Regions from separate parts of the Mus musculus genome. Here region 2 is linked to region 1. Evidence: chromatin contacts called from public Hi-C data. All regions are on one chromosome and are shown on one strand. The core of a region is the stretch at or near the end of the contact, and the rest is flanking DNA. Distances in the headings are between cores, read along the strand shown. Region 1 holds the start of Efcab1 (EF-hand calcium binding domain 1). Region 2 holds the start of Ube2v2 (ubiquitin-conjugating enzyme E2 variant 2).

Region 1 (4,667 bases), core at 1,832-4,331:
AGATGAACTCTCAATTCTGAACATATATGCTCCAAATGCAAGGGCACCCACATTTATAAAAGAAACTTTGCTAAAGCCTAAAGCACACATTGCACCTCACACAATAACAGTGGGATATTTCAATGCACCAGTCTCATCAATGGACAGATCATGGAAACAGAAACTAAACAGAGACACTGTGAATGTAACAGAAGTTATGAAACAAATATCTATAGAGCATTTTATCCTAAAACTAAAGAGTACACCTTCTTCTCAGCACTTCATGGTACCTTCTCCAAAACTGACCACATAATCAGTCACAAAATAGGCCTCAACAGATACAAGAAGATTGACATAATCCCATGCATCCTATTAGATCATCACAAACTCAGGCTGGTCTTCAATAACAACAAAAAGAATAGATAGAAAGCCCACAATACATGTGGAGGCTGAAAAACACTCTACTCAATGGTAACTCGGTCAAGGAAGAAATAAAGAAAGAAATTGAAGACTTTTTAGATTTTAATGAAAATGAAGCCACAACATACCCAAACATATGGGACACAATGAAAGCAGTGCTAAGAAGAAAACTCATAGCTCTGAGTGCCTCCAAAAAGAAACTGGAGAGAGCAAACACTAGCAGCTTGAAAGCACAAATGAAAGCTGTAGAACAAAAAAGAAGCAAATACACCCAGAGGAGTAGAAGGCAGTGAATAATCAAACTCAGGGCTGAAATCAACCAAGTAGAAATAAAAAGAACTATGCAAAGAATCAACAAAACTAGAAGCTGATTCTTTGAGAAAGTCAACAAGATAGATAAACCCTTAGCCAGACTAAGTAGAGGGCATTTTCCTGGTCATGTCTAGGAATGCTATCTAGTAGCATCCTGGTTTCCTGACTCTTAAAATCTTTCTTCTCCCTCTTCTTTGATTTTTTTCTGAGTCTTAGAAATAAGACTCAGAGATTGATAGATGTGTTGTACATCTATCAATTGGGCTTAGGTACCTCATGGTCCCTTATTCTTTGTATCATGACACATTGTAGATCTTTGAAATAGTCACTAACTGTTGAAAAAAGAGACTTACTTGATGCAGAGTGAGAACTACTTATTTGTGGCTACAAGAGTAATTATTTAGAATATAGTTAGAAATTATACTGGTTTAGGAAAATGGCAATTGTAGGTTCTAGTCTAAGGTTCATGATCCTTCCAGCCATGGTTAGTTGGCTAGGTTTATAGTACCAGACATGAGGCCTCTCCTACTATGTCCAATTAAACAGCTGGTGGTTACTTGAAAGATAAAAGTGCCACCACTGTGGATCGTGTGCCTGTCCAGTCATTTTCCTGGCTCATGGGCCTTTCTCTGGCTAGGTCCACTGATTGGTTGCTCCTCTCCCTTGGCCGCTTGCACAACACTTTAAGATATAAGAGCTAGGCCTCAGGGAGGTTTCCAGGCCAGCTCCAGCTCAATTTCTAGGAATTCTGTCTCTTGAGTGTATGACATCTTCAGCAATAGGATCTCACTTTCAAGCTCTGGAAGACAAAGGGAACAGCTGAGGCCCATATTGTCTTGGGAATCTCTTGTATTCCCCTAGTCAATAACTCAACTGGAGGTTTCTCAAGCCTGGCATTGAATTTTGTATTAGACGGTGTATGGCTCTTGGAAATAGGGAAAACACCCTTACTTCATTATTTTTGAGTTGTTGTCACTGTTAGTGAAGAATTGTGTACTTATGAAGCAGACTTAATCAAATAAACATTGTGTGTGCCAGTTATTAATGTTGTGAGTATTCATTGGAAATGTTTTTACTCATTTTCAAAATAGCATATATTCTCCCAGAAATGGAAGCATTTCAGGAAAACCACAAAAGAACACAATTTCTTATCAAATTTATAAACACCTTAAATGACTGCCATTTTCTGAGAATTTTAAGATGCTCACAGTATAATAGTATATCATAGTTTTCAGTTGGGGCACTACCCCCGTGACATCAATTCTCACACATTGTATCAGATACAAATGATATAAAGGTGCTAGGCCAGAAACCTCCAGAGCTACATTAGAAGTTCACATCCACACCTTCACACAATGGAGCTGGTTTGAAGATGTGACCTCTCCATTTTCATTGTGACCAGTATCTCTTCGACCATCACATAGCTTCTAAATTCACACATCAAACAATACTGCCCTCATCTCAATGATCCACACACTGCTTCTCAGCTCAAGAACAGCTGTTTTTCTGTCTGAGTACAATGCTCTCATGTGTGGTCACCTGCAAGATCTCCTTTACCTATGGACCTGATTGGGAATTGGAAATTGAGCATCTAAAACTGGGAACAGATTCTTTACCGTCTTAGATTTGCTGAGCAATATACTTTTCAATGAAATGCCTCTACGGAAGACAGTGTCTGTACCACCGCAAGTCTCTTTCTTAAAAGTGTTCAGGATGCATGCACGACTGTTTTCTTTATGGATCTCTTATCACACTTCCAGAGCTTAGACCTCAGAGCGTTTTGTTTTCTTTTGTTGTTTTTGTTTTTTCCTCTCTAGAAAGAGCCAGAAAGTAAGTAAAGGCTCTGCTGCTTTCTTGATTCTGGTGTTTTTCTGGGGCATCCTTTTCAACCTGTCTAAAGCTGAAGCCACATGCCTCCCAGATACACACCATATTGCTTCTCTAACTTAAAAGCAAATAAAGAGATCTTTGAATTTAGTGAATGTCTATGAGGGAGCTCGGGCAGCTTGGAACTTGTCCCAGTTATAAAAGGGTAGGATGGATGCCTCCCAAGGAGTTGGAACTCCACAAAGGGATTCTCTTTCCGATCCTCTTGAGGAGGAGCGTGGAGGGGCCATTACTGGTGGAAGCAGGAAGTAGAGACTGGGTAGAAAGAGATCTGGCCCAGAAGTCATAGGAACTCTTGCATTCAGTTCTTACTTACAGTGCTTGCAATTTTTAGTTAAGGTGTCCGTCAACTTCTGCAGCTTCTTTCTGTTCATGATGGGTGTTAATAATATTAGATCTTAGAGTGTCATCTGGAGCAGAGTGCCAGGACGCTCCGGCTCCGGAGCCCCAGGCTGAGGGAGCTTGGTGCAGCCAGCTTGGCTCTGCGCATTTGCGCATTTGCGCATTTGCGGCCCTAACAGACAGTGTGGCCATGGCAACGCCTCAGGTGAAAGCGGCCTCTGTACATAGAGCAGCCATGGCAACGGCTGGGTGGGACACTGATTGGCTCCTGTCAGGGGGCCTCTTGGTCAGCTCAGTAAAGCCTGCCAGTCCTGACTGCCCAGCACAGACACTGTGCCTGCATTTAGTCCCAGTTGCAGCGTTTCAGCCTGACACTTTGCAGACTGTATTGTTTGCCATGTTGGAAATTTCTATTTTCACTTGTCACACCATCATTTCTGTTCACAGCCCCTCAAGACTACATCATAATCAGAAGAGTAAGGTGTGCAAGCTGGATAGATGTTTTGTATGATGAGCACAAGAGCGATTCAGGTTTTCAAGATCTGTGGGGATGCTGGAGGGAAATAGGTGTGTAATTAAAGCAATTATCAGAAGGGAATCTGAACAATTACGGTTTGAACTGTGTTACTCAGAAAGTAGATCTCTCTGTGTCTCTGTCTCTCTCTGTCTCTCTCTCTGTCTCTCCCCCCTCCTTCTTTGGAGTGGGAGTTTTCAGTCAAATTTGCAAAAGGCCAATGTCATATTTTAAGTTCGTTAATTAAAGATACATACTCTTTTTGTTGTTTTGTATAAAATAGAGTTTATTTAGGGCATAAGGAGGGGAGTTGCGAGGGTTGTAGAGGCAGAGAAAGGCAGAGAGAGAGAGAGAGAGAGAGAGAGAGAGAGAGAGAGAGAGAGAGAAGAGAGGAAGGAGGAGGAGAAGGAAGAGGAGGAGGGGAGGAGGAGGAGGAGGAAGAGGAGAAAGAGAGGAGTAGAGATTGGCCATGAGCACATGGAGAGAGAGGGGGAAGGGAATGGGGAGAAAGAGGGTAAGGGACAAGAGGACAGAGCAGAAGCAAGAAGGCAAGAGAGAGAAAGGAGGGGGCAAGCAGCCCCTTTTATAGTGAGTCAGGCACACCTGGCTGTTGCCAGGTAACTATGGGGCGGAGCCTAGATAAAATGCTAACAGTAACAACTTTCCAAACTACATAGACTGACATAACAGCCCAGAAGTTGCCATGGAGACAAATTGGAGAATTTTTCCATGATGCGGAATCCTTCAAGTGGTCAGTTTGCAGCCACACCTAGTTCTTCTATTGAAAACCCTTCCCTAGTCTCTTGAAATCACTCAAATTTATAATTGTCTAATTTTATAATTTTGAAATGGTAATAAGACATCAGCCACACAGAATATAACCTACTGAGAGTCCTTTCCATCAGTATAATTTTCTGCAAATCCATCCAGGAAATTTTGCCTTTTTATTGCTGAATAGTATTCCATGATTTATATGTGCCATATTCTGTTTATACACCCATGCACTGAAGACCTTCAGCCTTCAGTTTTAAGCTCTTAACAGGGAAGATACTATAGACCATTTCTCATATGAATGAGAGTTAAGTTCTCTGGAATGAGCACCTAGGATTGCTAGTACATATGGCAGCTGTATGATTGCAATTTAGAAATTGTGAGATTGCTTTCCAGAGAGTCTGAACATTGTGAGGCCACAGCCTAGTGTCTCCTCATCGCT
Region 2 (4,507 bases), core at 885-3,384, 690 kb before region 1:
CTGCTCTACTACTGTTAAGATACTATGACCAAGGCAACTCTTCTGATAGAAAGCATTTAATTGGGGACTTGCTTACAGTTTCAGAGGTTTAGTTCAATATCATCATAGCAATAGAATGACAGCATGCAGGCAGGTGCTGTAGCAGTAACTGAGAGCTACATTCTAGGTGGACATAGAGAGAAGAAGACAGACTAGACTTTGCATGGGCTTTTAAAACCTCAAAGCCCCTTCCCAGTGACACACTGTCTCCAACAAGGCCGCACTTCCTATTTCCTCTAATCCTTTCAAATAGTTCTACTCCCTTGTGACTAAGCATCAAATATATAAATGCTAGTTAATAGATGTGAAACATCTAGTTGTATCCCAACTGATTTTTTTTTAAGATTTATTTATTGATTATATGTAAGTACACTGTATCTGTCTTCAGACACTCCAGAAGAGGGAGTCAGATCTCGTTAGGGATGGTTGTGAGCCACCATGTGGTTGCTGGGATTTGAACTCTGGACCTTCGGAAGAGCAGTCGGGTGCTCTTACCCACTGAGCCATCTCACCAGCCCCCAACTGAATTTTTTTCATGTTCAGTTGCATAAGTATGTGATGTCTTCAGCAATATAGTCTTACAGTTAGGTTGTCAAGGATAACCAATAGCATTGTGAGTAGCCTATAATATTTGCTTGTGTGTGGTATTTATTGAACCTGACTTTGGATATTTTAAAGAGACTTAGAGGGTTGGAATTTTTAAAGACTGGGAATTCTAAAGTTGTACTGTATTTAATATTTTAGTATTTATGACATCTTGGGCACAAACAAGAAAGGAATATTAACAATGATGCACTTGGAATGGACTTGTATTAGATAATCTTTGTTGTGAACTTGACACAAATGGAAAGAGGAAATCTCAATTTAAGACTTGCCTTAGTCAGAATAACCTGTGGGCATGTCTGAAAAGAAAAACCTGGGGGAACTTTCTTAGTCACTAATTGTTGTAGGAGAATCCAGTTGGGTATGGGTATACCATCTTTAGGTACATGGGCTTACTCCTCCAAATAAGGTAGGTGAACGTAAGATAGAAATGTAAAGGTCCATGATTCACCGAAGAATGACACCTGGGACTCAAATAGTATGTATACTCAGAGAGTGCTTTATTTTGCAGAAGTCCAGCGTGTTGGAGTCTCCCATTGCCAAAACAGAGAGACAACTAAGTGAGTGTGCATGCTTGCTTTAAAGCACATTGGAATTCTGGGGAAGATGAGTTTTATCTTACTCTATCTCTAGGCATCCTAGAACCATTATCGGGCATGAAGGCTGGAGCCTGGGTTTTTTTCTATTAGTAATTGACTTGCCTGGGCTTGCCTGGACTTTCCCAGTTCTTAGGCCCAGTCTCCTTAACTGTCAATTTGAAGTCTGTCATGGAGTCAGCCTAGCCTTCTCAGAAGCAAGGTGGTAAGCTGCTTTTCTCCATCCCTTTTTGCTTCACGGTTTTGCTTGAGTTTCTTCTGTGGCTTTCTTTACTGATGGACTTTTGGTTCTGGTGTCATCAGAGCAAAACTACAGCCTAAACGTAGCCTGCACTAACACAGCCCAACCTTTTGGAATAGTTTTTTTTTTTTTTCCCCAACACAATTGTGAATTCCCATGTTTTACCTTGATTATTAATAACAGGTTTGGTGTGATGTAACTTTGTTTTTCGAGACAGGGTTTCTCTTTATAGCTCTGGCTGTCCTGGAACTCACTTTGTAGACCAGGCTGGCCTCGAACTCAGAAATCCGCCTGCCTCTGCCTCCCGAGTGCTGGGATTAAAGGCGTGCGCCACCACGCCCGGCTCGTGATGTAACTGTTAGCGTTTGTTTAGACATTATTTCAATATTTAATAAGAGGAGTCATAGGGAAAATTTCCCTTGGACACACTGACACTATTGGAGATCTCAGATCTTTTAAAGACTTTTTAAGCTCATGCTGCCTTAGTCTCCCAACCCAGTTTTATGTGTGTGTTTTGATTAGGACAACCGATGAACCAACAGTTCCAGAGACCATCAGGGGCAAAGCTTGCCAGGAACAGGAACCTGATACAGTCCCCACTATCCCCACTATCGGTCCCTCTATGACGGAGAGCAACGCGCTGCCGGAAGTGACGTTGACGCCCTGCGTGCGGTGGTGCGTCTGGTAGCAGGAGAAGATGGCGGTCTCCACAGGTCGGTTCCTAGCCGGGTCTGCCGCGCTCCCGCTGCTTTCTGTCCGGCGGGCCGCGCGGGACTGCGGGTGCGCAGTGCGGAGGGCCCCGCGAGGGGCAGGGGGTGGGGCGGGCGGTAGGGAGGTCGGGACGCGCGTGTCAGAGCTCGCGGTGACGGGGAGCCTGCGCGCCCACCGCCCGCGGCGGCCCTGCGGGAGGACCGGCAGATCTGGGCGCCGCAGCGGAGCCGAGGGTGGAGTGCGCTGGAGCGGCCCGCGGTGGCGGTGGCATTGCCCATCAACGGGGCTACGGCGGAGAGGCATCCTGGATGGAGCCGGGGATCTAGGCTGGGAGTCCACCAGACAGACACGTGCGGGAGGATAGGACTAACCGGAGGGTGGCTGCTGTCTGGAATAAGAGGGCGACGATTTTACTTAGGTGGCCGAATGCGTGTTCTTCTTCTTCTTCTTCTTCTTTTTTTTTTTCAATTAAGTGAAAAACTACAGTACACTGAGCCAGACGAAAGCTAATTGCAGGACAGTTGGTACCTTAGATAGGTGTTCTACTCTTGTCTACAATGTTCGGTTGCCTTTGAGCAGAAACTTGAAATTTAAATGCCAACAGGGTTTAGAAATTTGGTGACAAAAAAAATTAAAACAGTTTAAAAGTGTTGAGTTTTAGCATTTAAAAATGATGATTCATAAGATTTATTTTTTTTTCTAGTTCTTATTGAATCTAGGTTGTAGAAATGGAAGAGGTTGAGTGCATGTTGTGATTGTTAACATTTCAAGGTAATGCCTTCATATACATTTTTCATATTGTTTAAATCTTACCTTTATGTGTATGAGTGCCATAGACAATAAAATCTTTAGCAGTTCTACCTCTGGAAAATACATCAGTGGTCAGATCAGAGCTGTCCAAGACCAAAGCTCATTTTAAAAGTGATCTTTTAATGTTATAACCCTTAATCTCTTTACTTCTTATTTGAAATATATGTGCTTATTAGTGCCATGTTTTTTAAAGAGTTGTGCTCACTACCTTAAAATTAAACTAATAAAATGGTGTATTGTAATATGAAAAATGTCAATTTGTGATTGCATTTGTTCTTTTTAAAAATATTTATTATATATATATGAGTACACTGTAGCTGTCTTCAGACACACTAGAAGAGGGCATTGGGTTCCATTACAGATGGCTGTGAGCCACCTTGTGATTGCTGGGGATTGAACTCAGGACCTCTGGGAGAGCAACCAGTGTTCTTAGCAGCTGAGCCATCTCTCCAGTCAGCATTTGTTTTTTGGAACATATTTAACACTACTCATATGAAAGAATGTTAAGTATTTTGAAAAGAGCAGTAATTAGATAAAATGAGTGGTCCATACTTTTTATCAAACTTTGGTTTTTGGCAATTGAATGTGTACTCTAAGCGTTGGATTATTTGCCCATGTATTGCATATTAGATATCTGTATCCTGTTTGTTATTTTCACTGGTTTTAGACCAAGGAAATGGGAACTTTGGTATAATTAAAATACATCTTAGAAAATGGAGCTTATTTATTTATTTTTGAGTCAGTGTCCCATGTAGCCAGGCTGACCTTGAACTCTAACTGGAAAAAGTTTGGAGGATAATAATTCAAATTAGATTGAGAATTCCTTCTTAGAAAATTGAGAAACCAAAGAAGTAAAAAGTTACACATAACTTTACAGGAACAGAAGCAAGAGTATAATCCAGCATTCTCTCCATCATGACTAACTTAATTTGGAGTATTCCTCAAAGGATGAGTTTTTTTCTGTTTTAGTCTCGACACTGACTCTCATACATTCCTTCTTAGATAAATTTTTCTTTACATTCTTGGTTCCTTCTCAGATGGAAGTGTCTGAAGTTTCCTCCTTCCTTTCCCCAAGTCAAGAGGCTTTCATAGAATTTAGCTTAAGCATTACTCAAGGCAAAAGATGTTTATTAATATTTAGTATCTGTGAGTAAAGATTTCATTTGATTCATTTACTGCAATTTACTGTGTAAAAAAGGAAGTTCTGTGTGTTTTGTGGTAGTGCATTCCTATAATCCCAGCTATGAGGAAGGATCGTGAGTTCCTGATGAGCCTGGGCTACATAAGGTTAGCCTAGGCTAGGTAGTAAGATCCTGTCTCAAAAGTAAACAAAAACTGAACATTCTTTTGTTTGTCATAGTTTTAGGTTTACAGAAAAATGGAGAAGATGGTGTGCAATCAGTTCTCTTCCTTTGATAGCTTAGTGTGACACATTTGTCAAAGTTAATGACCTAATATGTCAACATGTTTACTATTTTTATATTTTCAGTTTTTACTTTAGGTCTCC

Evidence for each region. A called contact is a pair of places that touch in the nucleus more often than the background predicts.
Region 2: a contact with region 1 is called in a Hi-C map of muscle stem cells, with 2.4 times the contacts expected there. The contact joins the promoter of Ube2v2 here to the promoter of Efcab1 in region 1. A contact is called at or near these places in 5 of 39 promoter capture datasets (the 3T3-L1 cell line, the SN4741 cell line, cranial neural crest and 1 more), 1 of 484 Hi-C or Micro-C datasets (muscle stem cells) and 1 of 115 datasets of contacts at active chromatin or transcription factors (embryonic limb bud).

Annotation. Positions count from the first base shown.
Region 1 is chr16:14,905,060-14,909,726 of GRCm38.p6, reverse strand. Efcab1 (EF-hand calcium binding domain 1) reads right to left here and starts at 3,081. Exons shown (of 6, transcript NM_025769.3): 1 at 2,915-3,081. The coding sequence starts at 2,972. All of the region lies in intron 2 of Gm33696 (a long non-coding RNA gene), which reads left to right.
Region 2 is chr16:15,592,145-15,596,651 of GRCm38.p6, reverse strand. It overlaps Ube2v2 (ubiquitin-conjugating enzyme E2 variant 2), which reads left to right and starts at 2,134. Exons shown (of 4, transcript NM_023585.4): 1 at 2,134-2,192. The coding sequence starts at 2,177.